Linked DNA regions of Sus scrofa: all the other regions are linked to region 1. A link is a contact called in public targeted proximity ligation data. All regions are on one chromosome and are shown on one strand. The core of a region is the stretch at or near the end of the contact, and the rest is flanking DNA. Distances in the headings are between cores, read along the strand shown.

Region 1 (3,622 bases), core at 398-2,897:
AGGACTTAATTTCAAAGGTCCTCTCAACTCCAAAGTTTCATAATTCTCTGAAATAAAATGAGTATTCATACTTCACTGATCCCCACAGTATAAATAGGTAACATTTAGTAGCCATAAGTGTCAGAATGATTTGTTACATCCATCTTTTTTTCTTTTTCTCTTTCTTTCTTTCTTTCTTTCTTTCTTTCTTTCTTTCTCTCTTTCTTTCTCTTTCTCTCTTTCTTTCTCTCTTTCTCTCTCTCTTTCTCTCTCTCTTTCTCTCTCTCTTTCTCTCTCTCTTTCTTTCTTTCTTTCTTTCTTTCTTTCTTTCTCTCTCTCTCTCTCTCTCTCTCTCTCCCTTCCTTCCTTCCTTCCTTCCTTCCTTCCTTCCTTCCTTCCTTCCTTCCTTCTTTCTTTCAGTTTTGGCCACCCCACAGCATATGGAGTTCCCTGGCAAAGGATCAGATCCAAGCCACAGTCAGGACCTAAGCTGCAGCTGCAGCAACACCAGACCCTTAACGCACTGTGCTTGGCCAGGTATCAAACCTGCATCCCATTGCTCCCAAGGTGCCACTGATCCCATTGTGCCACACTGGGAACTCTGAAAGTAGCCTCTCTTATTGGACAAGCCTACATTTAGAAATAATTTTATCTTCATCAACCCAGCAAGCTTTGTGATTTGGGATTTATGAGTAACTTTTCAGTTATTATAGTCAAAAGTTCAATTACACTTCTTTCCTAAAATGTGCTTATCATATAATAATTTTTTAAAAAATTGATTATTTTCTTTCAAAGGAATATAATAGTTTACATTCATCTATGTATTTCTGTGATTATTTAATTATCTGCTTTCATATCAGGCTATAAGGTCCATGAGGGCAGATATCATTTTTGTTTCGTTTACAGTTGAATCCTAGGGTTTAGTATAATGCTTGGCACCTCGTGTGTGTTCACCTAAGGAGGAAGTGTAGTTGTATAGGCTGACCAGGATGGTTATACCCGATGCTGTTATCTTTGTGTCATTCAAGAACTTTCCAGAAGAAATTATGAGACCCCCCACTAGAGTCTTTCTGAGTTCTCTGTATTATATTGTTGATAGGGAGGCATCTTCTCAGTTAGTGGTTTTCTCTTTCTGGAGGCAAATAGAAATGGTCTTGATCTGGCTGATGGATTTCCTGCAGCCACTAGGTATTAGACAGTGTTTAGATGCTATCTTTTTTTTTTTTTTTCTTTTTTGTCCTTTTGTCTTTTCAGGGCCACGTTTGCCGCATATGGAGGTTCCCAGGCTAGGGGTTCAATTGGAGCTGTAGCTGCCGGCCTGCACCACAGCCACAGCCACGCCAGATCCGAGCCACATCTGCCAGCCATCTACACCACAGTTCACGGCAACACCGGATCCTTAACCCACTGAGCGAGGCCAGGGGTTGAACCCGCAACCTCATGGTTCCTAGTCGGATTCATTTCCTCTGCGCCATGACAGGAACTCCTGTTTTTGCTGTTTGTTATTTCTGGAGAAAGGCTGTTTGTATACCAGGTTTAAACATCTAATTGATGGTGCATCCTCCTCTACTTCCCCACAAACTTTTATGACCCTTCCTATAGATCCTTAATTTCAATTTGCCAAAGTACTTGGTTAAGCATTCTGACTCATCGTCCTCCCCAAGGACGCGGTGACTCACACCAGCCAGCCAGAGAGACCAGAGTCAGGACAACACCCGCAGATGCAGGATGTGCCCCCTGAGGACACAGTGGCAAGACGAGCCGGTGGGGACAGAGCTTCTCGCTGATTTTATGTCCAAGCAATGTCACAGCTCAGTTAGATCAGGAATTCTGAGCATTTTTATAATATGTCTTCATAAATCGTAACTGTAGCAGACGGAGCTTGGGTACTACATGGAAAGCAATGCCATCATATTGTTTGAAGAATTTTGCAAGGATAAAAAAGGTTCAGTAGGGTTAAAAGAAAAATCATCTCAATTCTCTTTCTTTCTTATTTCCTCACTCCTTTCCTTTTTCATTTGTTCGTTTGTTCCTCCCTCCCTTTCGTTTCATAGGCAAGCCATTTTCTAGAGGGAAATTCTTGAATCTTAGAGTCAGGCAGTTACTATTTAGCGTCTTGATGTTGCCATTTTCAATCAAGTCACTTTAACCCTTTCTGAGGCTCAGTTTCCTCAACAGGCGGATCATAAATACTCACATCACAGGGTTTAGGGAAACTTAAGTAATACAATAATATCAGGTACTATTTATTAAACATCAATATATGCATTATCTAATTTAATACTAACAATAACTTTGCAAATAAAATGTCTGGTACATGGTAGGTGGCATATAAATAACCAGGTAGTGGAAATATTGTGTGATTTCTATACGATGTTTTTTAAGTAAATGCTTACTTTATTATTTATTAGGTGCCATTTTCATGTCCTTAGGCTCCGCTGTCCCTGCCACCAAAGTAAAACTGATTATTCATTTGTTCAAAAGGGGTTCTTTGAGCATCTGCTGTATACCAGGTATGGCATGTGTTACTTGGGGGAAAATAGGGAGCAGGGAACAAGACACAGTCCCTAACTTCACAGGGGTTATAACTGAGCAGAGGTTCTAGATAAATAAAAAGACAGTTGTAACCAAGAGCGATGATCTTGACAGTAGGAAATACAAAGCAGATGTCTCAGGAGAGACCCTCTAATCCCAGTTCAGGGGTTCAGTGAGAGCTCCTTGGAGGACATTACGTCTACGCTGGGACTTGAGCGGACAATAAAATGGGGATTCCAGCCTGCAGTGCACTCCAGGGAACTCTCGATTCAGAGGCACCAAGTGGAGACGCACTGTGACGTATGAGAGACACCAGAAGCAGTTCCTTCTGGAGTTTGAGGGGCTGCATGGTGAGAGCTGCAGCTGGGTAGGCCGGGCTGCTAGGTCATAGACAGGCCTGGGGCCCATCCAGCAGACACCGTCTCATCTCTGGCTGCCTTCAAGCTGTTCCTGAGTCCTCAGTTCCTCTCCTCCTCAGCGGGGCTCTGGAACGAGGGCCAGCTGTCCCACTGCCTGCAGACTCCTGGTCCGAGGGGGCATACAGATAGGGTGCTGACCCCTTATTCTCATGTAATCTTTTAAGCTGTGTTCTTGGTCCTGAAGAAGAAAGGCTTATCTTCCTAGTAACGTGTCAAGACATCCTTGCTCAGTTGGCTATCTCTCAATATCAGCCCTCCCCAAATGGAGGGGTATTGGGCTGTGGGGCCAGGAGACTCTTATCAAAGGCTCTTCTGGCCAGGACCTTGCATTCTGGGGCCCTTTTAACAGCTCAGGAATCTGAAGCCAGGCTGATGAGAGTCAGCTCTCACTTTACTTGGCCTCTCTGAATCTAAGCACCTTCTGGAAAACCCGAGCAATCAGGATCTGGGACACGGCCACCTAATGACCATTTTACTTTTCCTGGGACTGGGGAGAGAAATGATAATCAGATCAATAAGCTGTGTGGACTGACTCATTGATTGACTCACAGATAGTTTATCTTTCAGCTTGTGCTGCAGAAAGTTCTCCCTCAGTAGCTAGGCTGCCAGACTGCTGAGAAGAAACTGAGGGGTGCTCAGGGTCCAGAGAGAAGAAGACAGGCAGCCAGCGCTCAACGCTGTCTTTTTTT
Region 2 (3,925 bases), core at 934-3,433, 270 kb before region 1:
CCTCAGCAGCTTTAGAGAGAATATTTTCTCAGTAAAAAAATTATGGTCAACAGAGAAAATTCAATTAAGATTGTCAAAATGTCAAATTTATTAACCACACACACAAAAAATGCAACTTTAAAGAAGATTGTAGGCAATTTAGAGGGAAAAAACTAAAATAATAAGACCATTAAAAATTACGCTTTTCAGGGAGTTCCCATTGTGGCTCATCAGATTAAGAATCTGACTAGTATCCATGAGGATGCGGGTTCCATCCCTGGCCTCATTCAGTGGGTTAAAGGATCTGGCATTGCTAAGAGCTGCAGTGTAGTTTGCAGGTGTGGCTCAGATCTGGTGTTGCTGTGGCTGTGGTGTAGGCTGGCAGCTACAGCTCCACTTTGACCCCTAGCCTGGGAATTTCCATATGCCACAGGTGCAGCCTTAAGAAAAAAAGGCAAAAAGAAAAAAAAGGGAAGAAAGAAATTACACTCTTTAGAAATTTTCCAGTGTCGTGATATTAGATCTAGGTATAGCTTTAATTGATTAAATTACAGAAATAGTACCAAGAATAATTGTCTTCTTTATATTCGTTTTAATATTTATATAATCATATAAGGTGTTTTTAACTGTCAATGAATACTTACTATTTTGAATTTTTAGATAGCATTTTAAAACTTTTTTTAAAATAGAAATATTTTCATAGACCAGCCAATATATAGTCATTGTATAAGCCTGGAGTGCTGACACAGCCCCAGTGCCCGCCACCATCACCAAAGACAAGCTCAGCAGCTGTGACCTCCAGTTTCATCTCACCTGGATGGGTCCAGACAATGTGTGGACTGCTGACACCTTGAACTCAGTCTGTACTTCAGAGAAACAAAGAAAGGCACCGAGGACCAGTTGTATGTGTCATCATAGCTTGATGCTGAGTTACACGTGTAGCATGGCTAATTTGCTGCTTTGCCAGTAATTTCAATTAAAAACAAGCAGCCCAATGGAGGTCTCCGGAGGCTTAGTGTGTTAAGGATCCAGCATTGTCACTACTGTGGCTTTGATTACGGTTGTGGCTCGGGTTCGGTCCCTGGCCCCAGAACTTCTGCATGCCCGGCATGGCCAAAAATAACAAAACAAAAACAAACCGAGTAGCCAAGTTAAAAAAAAAAAAAAAATCATCATTCTCTTCAACTTTTCAACCTGGATGAGAATTGGGTACTGTCCTAACTTTACTGAGTTAACTAGAAATTTGGATAGAGTCATATTAGGTTCATGGGGAAAGGGGTTAAAAGAGGGAATCCTCATTTTTCCCTACAGGAAATCATTATTCAGTAGGCAATGTCTAAAATTTTTTCAAATAATCAAAAAGTAGCATTAAAAATGTATATATGTTAATGCATGGAAGTAAATAGCAGAAAATACTGCTAAAACGGTTGAAAATGGAAATGGATTTGGGAATGGGGGGGAGAGAAGTTGGTACTAAAAGTTTTGTTATTATTTCTGAGTTTTAAAATGTTGAACATGTATTATTTTGATTTTTTAAAAGTAAACAAGGTTAATTTTTTTCATGAAGTGCCTGATACACATAATAAGAAGCCAAGTTTTCCTTTTTCTGTCATTTCCAATTTTCACAAATCTCTTCTTATTCATTTCCTCTTGTTTTCTGGCAGTTGCTGCGTAAGAAATGACTAATTCACTATGATCTCGAGGCCGTGCAGACTGACCTATAATCTTAGAATTACTAAACCATTATGAAAGGTTTTCTATTAGGTAAGTTTCCATCCCTTTACCATTCAACATTTTGCTAACTCAAAGCATTTTTACAAATATTTAATTGATTGGAATCTGGAAAAGTAATAAGCTTTTTTTCTGTTCTTATATGGCATCCCCAATATCACAGTCTATAACTGATTTGAAAGATTACCTATAGCCCCTGGATATTCTTCTCCCCATGTTAAAAGAAAGCAGGAAAAATGAGATTTGTGGATGCATCATTACAAATCGAGATCAGTGGCGGGTGAAAATTCTGGGATTCAATAAAGGAAGTTGCACCCAAGAGTAAGCTTGTTAATGAAACAATTTTTTACTAGTCACTGACTTCTTCCTTTATTTTCTGGGTAAACAAGTTAAGAATGCTGAGTGTTGTGGGCTGGTCCCCCGGTTTCTCTGCAATACATTGTCTGGACGTTATTACTGAAATGCACGTCATTGTCTGCCCTTTAGTCCCCGGGGCCTGTGGGAGCTGTTGTGACTTGCTCCTTCCCAGTGTTCAGATCCTCTAGCTGCTCTATCAACACTTTAAGGTCAAGTCTCCGATCAGGACTGGCAGGCTCACTTTTTCTTGTTGGCAGTAGATTCTCTTTCACTGTGATCAGACCTCAGATCAGCCTCTGCCCCAAAGAGACTGGATCAGCAGTGAAAGGTAGAACACTTCACATTGAAATGGCCCACAGAGTAGATACAGGGTCATGTTAAGATCTGGATAGAGTTTCACAGCAGGTTGAAAATGGTATCAAGTAAAAAAAAAAAAAAAAAAATGTGACTTAATATTGAGGCGGATTATCCATTACTAGCCTGCTCCCTGCCTCCCCTTTAAGAGTGAGGAAGTAGCTGATCATAATCATGACTGCATTCGCTAAGGATTACGGGGTGTCCAGACGGGTGGGCGTGGTTTCAAGTGCTTTTTCTGCTTTATCTCACTTAGTCCTCTTCCCATCCGTAGGTGGTATTTCCCTTTCAAGGGGTTAAACAAAAGAATGCCCTAAACACTTAACACAGCATCTGATAATGCATGAAGAAACGTTAGCCTGCTATCATCACTAATCATCAAAAAAGACTCATCAGCGGCGTTGTGCTGGTAAAGCTGAGTCTTTCAGAATCCTACCAGTTCAGGATAGACATTTTCCGTTGGGGGAAGAATGCACCCAGTGAAATAGTATACCCTTATGCAAAGTTACATTTCTGTATTTCAGTGGCTAATAATCTAAACAAGGGAGGGAAGGACAAAAGAAATTTTTCATCGCCACTCCTAGTAACTGAAGTGCATCCCGTGTGCAGGTGTGGGTGACATATGACTTCCGTGGGCCATCCCCTCTCCAGTGTAATAGCAACGTTTTGCTGATCAGGGATTCAGTCTCAAAGCCTCAAATGTCCAAGGGGGGAAATGGGATGCCTGGGCAGACAGTGGGAATGCTTTGTTCAAACAGAAGTGAAGCTCGAGAGCAAAGATGCTATAGAGGAAATTCAGCCCTCCGTTAAATGCTCTTTAATGTCATATCTTACTCTAAAAATGTATGATGTCGAGAACACATGTTGATAACATTTTTAACAGATTAAAGTGAAGACTCCATCACGTAATTGCCAGGTGTACCTTTCAGAAGTAACCTTAATGAAACCCTATATTTAATTAAATCTTTAACTTTGAAAAAAATCTGCCTTAAAAATGGACACTCAAGAGTTTAACATTAGAGTCCTGAATGGGCACAGTTGGGATGGGCAAGAAGGAGGTCAGAGGAGCATGATTCAGTCATGATGTTGGCTACAGGCAGATAGGACCAGGATTAAAATGTGACCCTGAACCCAGTTAGCTGTGTGACCTTGGAAAAGTGGTGAAATCACCTCTTGATGTGGATTTTTGCCTCTGTAAAATAAAATACTTCAAAGAGTCTTTATGAGGATTATATGAGATTGTGCATATAAAGTACTCAGCACATATTAGATACTCAGTCAATAATAGCGATAATGAGGAGACCCAGCAAGTACCTTAGGCTCTAATGATTCTGAACAACAAAGAGGTAATTTTCAAGTCTATTCAAAAACATAAATGATTTTCTCATCTTGCCAAATATTTCGGCCTATCAAACCCCTCTTATCCTCACAAAACAGCTCAGAAAAATGCAGTACCATACAGGAAAGGATAGAAAGGTGGATTAAGTGTTCCTTCCAGGTAATA
Region 3 (3,948 bases), core at 1,274-3,773, 460 kb before region 1:
TCACCTTCTCTGTCTCTGCATTCTCCCTGAGTGCGCTCGGGCGCTCAACTTGTTAGTCATACCGCGTGGATGCGGACAAGTGACAAGTGGATGGTTTCAGCTTAGACTTCTTTTCTGAAGTGAGATCCGTACACATAAACTGTTGGACATTTCTGCCTACATGTACCAGAGGCATACACATTTCCTGTTTTAAAAACTCACCTTATTATCATCCGTTCAAAACCTTTCTTTCCCTCTTCTACTCTTTGGCCTAGGAGATAGGCCTTCTCTATGGGAAGGTCACAGTGTTGGCTGGGGAAGAAATATGAATGCGTGACATAATCACAAACCAGCTTGTGTTGCATGTGCCAGTTTGGTAGAATGAAGCAGTGAAGGCCTCCGTGGGACTTACTCTACAGCTGTGAGGGAAGAGCACCCTAGAGACTGAATTCCTGGTGATAGGGAAGAGCTGCTGGGGGCAAACAGTATTCAGAAAAACGAGAATGTCCAAGTGAGGCAGGAGATGTCAGGAAAGCCCTTCGAGAGCCCATGCAACCTCAGTGCTTCACATCTTCAGTGGCTCCCTCTTTCGAAATGTCCGTGTGTTGGAAACTGAACTCTTCGGTTCTGGAGAAGCATCAGTGGAGAAGAGACAAGACTCTTGAGCTCATGGAGCGTATATTCTACCCAGAAGAATCAATGAATATGTAAAACATTAAGACCAAAACTTTACCTAGGAGTTCCCATGTGGCTAAGTGGGTTCAGAACCCGATGTAGCGTCTGTGAGGGTGTCAGTTTGAGCCCTGGCCTCGCTCAGCAGGTTCAGGAGCTGGCATTGCTGCAAGCTGTGGTGTAGGTCACAGATATGGCTTGGATCCAACTTTGCCGTGGCTGTGGCGTCGGTCTCAGCTGCAGCTCTGATTGTACCCCTGGCCTTGCAATTTCTATAGGCCACAGATGTAGCCTTAATAAGAAAAGAATATATATAACTTTACAAAGAGGTAAGTACCTGCTAGGAAATCGACACAGTGTAATTAACTAGAAAATGATAGAAGGTTGGGGGGCATTCCCTTAGACTTTCAGAGCTGTTGGTTGAATGAATAAATGAATCTTCCTCAGCACTGAAGAGAAAAAGCTTTAAAAACCAAATTGAACCATTAAAAGGAACCTGCAGAGTGGGTTTCAGGCACCTTTTTAAGACTCTTTCCAGCAAATCTGGAACCAGTGTTTCTCTGTTTCACTTTCTTTTCTTTGATGTCTGAGATAAGGCATAGACTTATTGGACTTTTTTTTTTTTCTTACCCAAATACTGTGTTTTGCTTGCGATGCTGAGAAAACAGAAAAATTCTGAGTGAGGAGACCCCTCTTTGTAGTGTCTGAAGTGGAAAATCCTTCTCAATGAACTAACTTTGGTCTCCTGTTTATCTTTAATGGTATCTCCAGATCCTACAGTTTCTCCAGCATGTGTAGAGAAAACAGAATTGTTTTATTTATAAGTGGCGTCCTAAATGTTTATTTAGGGAGTTGAATTTAGGAAGCCGGTTTCCAGGAAAACAGCAATAACAGAGACACATTCACATAAAGAGCTTATCTTCTAGTAGAAGGAAACAGATAATAAACAAGTAAACAAAAATAAAATGCCAGCTAGTGATAATACTATTACTCAAATAAAGAGGAGGGTAAGGGGATAAAAAGTAGTGGAGGAGCGATTTTAGAAGGTGACTCCTGAGAGGTGATGTTTGAGTGGAAACCTGAGAGCTTAGAAAGCACCAGCCTTGTGAGGGAGGGTCAGCTAAGAGTCTGATTTATTCAGCGGAGGGATAATTTCTCGTTTCCCCACTTTGCTATTTATACCACACCACTTTCACAAACATGACATTTAGACCAGAAAGGGAAGTCCATTTGGCCTATAAACCTCTTTTATTAAGGGGATTTTTTTTTTCTAAAGTTGTCACATCATCTTGAATAAACCAATGTCCTCAGAACGTGTATCCTCGGTTCTCTCGTTGGAAACAAGATCCTTAAAGAGTTGATGTGTCACTTATTTAGTTTTGCTCTAGAAGCAGCAGCATAAGAAAACAAAATACAGAACTGGTCCTTTATGGTCTCATTGACTTTAAATTCAGTGAAATGAATATGTTCTCAATGTGGGTAGAGGGAGGAAGGAGAAGGTTATTTCTGAAGGTTTCGTTCCCTAAGCCCCCATCTCTGCTCCACCATTGGAAAGCCCACAGCTCCCCTTTGGGGGTATAACTTTTCACATGGAACAGAGAAAAAGAATGAAGACTTGTTATCGCTGAAGAGAAGCCAGAAGCCATTGGTATTTAGTTTTCATTGTTTTTGGTTTCTGTTTGAAGAAGCTTGGTCTTGGAGAATGCATAATGCTGACCTGGGGAATTTCTGCTTGAGGTTTTCAAATGCCAGATGAGCTGACTGATGAGACAGAAATCTTTTCTTTAGAAGGCATTTTTAGAAGATAGAGTTTGAAGCCAGAGTCTGGGAGTTGAGTCCTATCGTGTGGTTTACAGTGAGTCACAGAACTCGTCTTCCAAGACACTGGAGGCCAGGCAGTGAGTCTGGTGTTTGGTGATTGCAAAACACATTGAAAATGTTGCTTATTGATTTTTATTGTTCTGATCATCATTGTTTTTATTCTCTCGGCGCATTTCTCCTTCTTCAACAAACTTTGGGCTTTTTCATACCACCTGTGTTTTGAGAAGTGTGTTCTGATTAATTCAGTACAATGAATATTTAAATTTGAAAAAAGTTCAATATTAAAAGGAGTTTAGCAAAACTGGTGAGGCATTAACTTAATCTAAGGTAGGCTAAGGAAAGAGCCAGAAAGAGAGCATAAGTCAAGAGTTAAAGGACTGTAACAGAGGGTAAGAAGAATGAATTCTGTCAGGCAGAACCAGAGAAAAGACTCCATGGAGAAGTGATGGCATAGAGAAAACTGGGTTACTTACACAGAAGTAAAACAGATGGAGCAAAGCCGTGGCCTGAGCACCTGTGTAGGGGCCGGCATGAGACAGGGTGGCAGGACGTCCAGGGAGGCACTTACAGTCTGTGTCTGGTAATTGTGGCAGCAGCCAGCATGTGATTTCCCAGTACAGCTGTCAACATCACAGGGCCAAGAGCAGGAAGGAAGGGCAGGTCCCCACAGGCCCAGTGACAAGGGCATAGGAGTGAGTGATAATAACAGCTCCTGGCAGCCATGGAGCAGCTAATCAGGACCAGAAAATCTAGCATGAGTAGCAGGGTCCCAGAAAGCTTTCGGCCATCAACCCATCACACCCACACCCCCATACTCACATGTCCCCCACTGTCCCTTTTGTTAAAAGTTATAGCTATTTATCAAGCATAGCTACTAGAGTCAGAAGACCTGGTTTGAGTCTTGATTCCACCATCTGTTGGCTGTGTGACTTCAGACAAATTTCTCCAACCCTCTGTAACAGGTCTGCTAATTGTGGTGCTCGCCAGCACAGAAACACGGGGAGGAATGAGTGACATCATGTGTAGGAAGTGCCACAGAGCCTGGAACATAGTAAATGTTCAATAAATGCGATGTGTGAAAATGAAACCAGTGCTGGAGCCAAACTGGGCCCACACATGAGATTCAAAATGGTTCCTATAATCAAGATGTGCTTGAACCTGGAGCAGGAGCAGGTCTCAGCAAATGCCACATCTCAGAGGAGATGTCTAGTCTGCCTGATTCAGGGTGAGTTTTTATTTTTTTTTATTTTTTATTTTTATTTATTTATTTATTTATTGTCTTTTTGCCATTTCTTGGGCCACTTCCGTGGCATGTGGAGGTTCCCAGGCTAGGGGTCAAATCGGAGCTGTAGCCGCTGGCCTATGCCAGAGCCACAGCAATGAGGGATCCGGGCTGCATCTGCAACCTACACCACAGCTCACGGCAACGCCAGATCCCCAACCCACTGAGCAAGACCAGGGATCGAACCCTCAACC

What was found.
Region 2: a targeted proximity ligation map of alveolar macrophages shows a contact between it and region 1. A contact is called at or near these places in 1 of 47 Hi-C or Micro-C datasets (embryonic fibroblasts) and 1 of 2 datasets of targeted methods (alveolar macrophages).
Region 3: a targeted proximity ligation map of alveolar macrophages shows a contact between it and region 1. A contact is called at or near these places in 1 of 47 Hi-C or Micro-C datasets (embryonic fibroblasts) and 1 of 2 datasets of targeted methods (alveolar macrophages).

The regions. Positions count from the first base shown.
Region 1 is chr5:90,933,689-90,937,310 of Sscrofa11.1, forward strand. All of the region lies in intron 1 of LOC102159120 (a long non-coding RNA gene), which reads left to right. Among named protein-coding and RNA genes, the nearest start is that of BTG1, 120 kb to the left of the region's middle.
Region 2 is chr5:90,659,323-90,663,247 of Sscrofa11.1, forward strand. No RefSeq gene overlaps it. Among named protein-coding and RNA genes, the nearest start is that of BTG1, 150 kb to the right of the region's middle.
Region 3 is chr5:90,474,013-90,477,960 of Sscrofa11.1, forward strand. LOC110260820 (a long non-coding RNA gene) reads right to left here. Exons shown (of 3, transcript XR_002344327.1): 2 at 2,946-3,513; 3 at 914-2,684. Among named protein-coding and RNA genes, the nearest start is that of PLEKHG7, 160 kb to the left of the region's middle.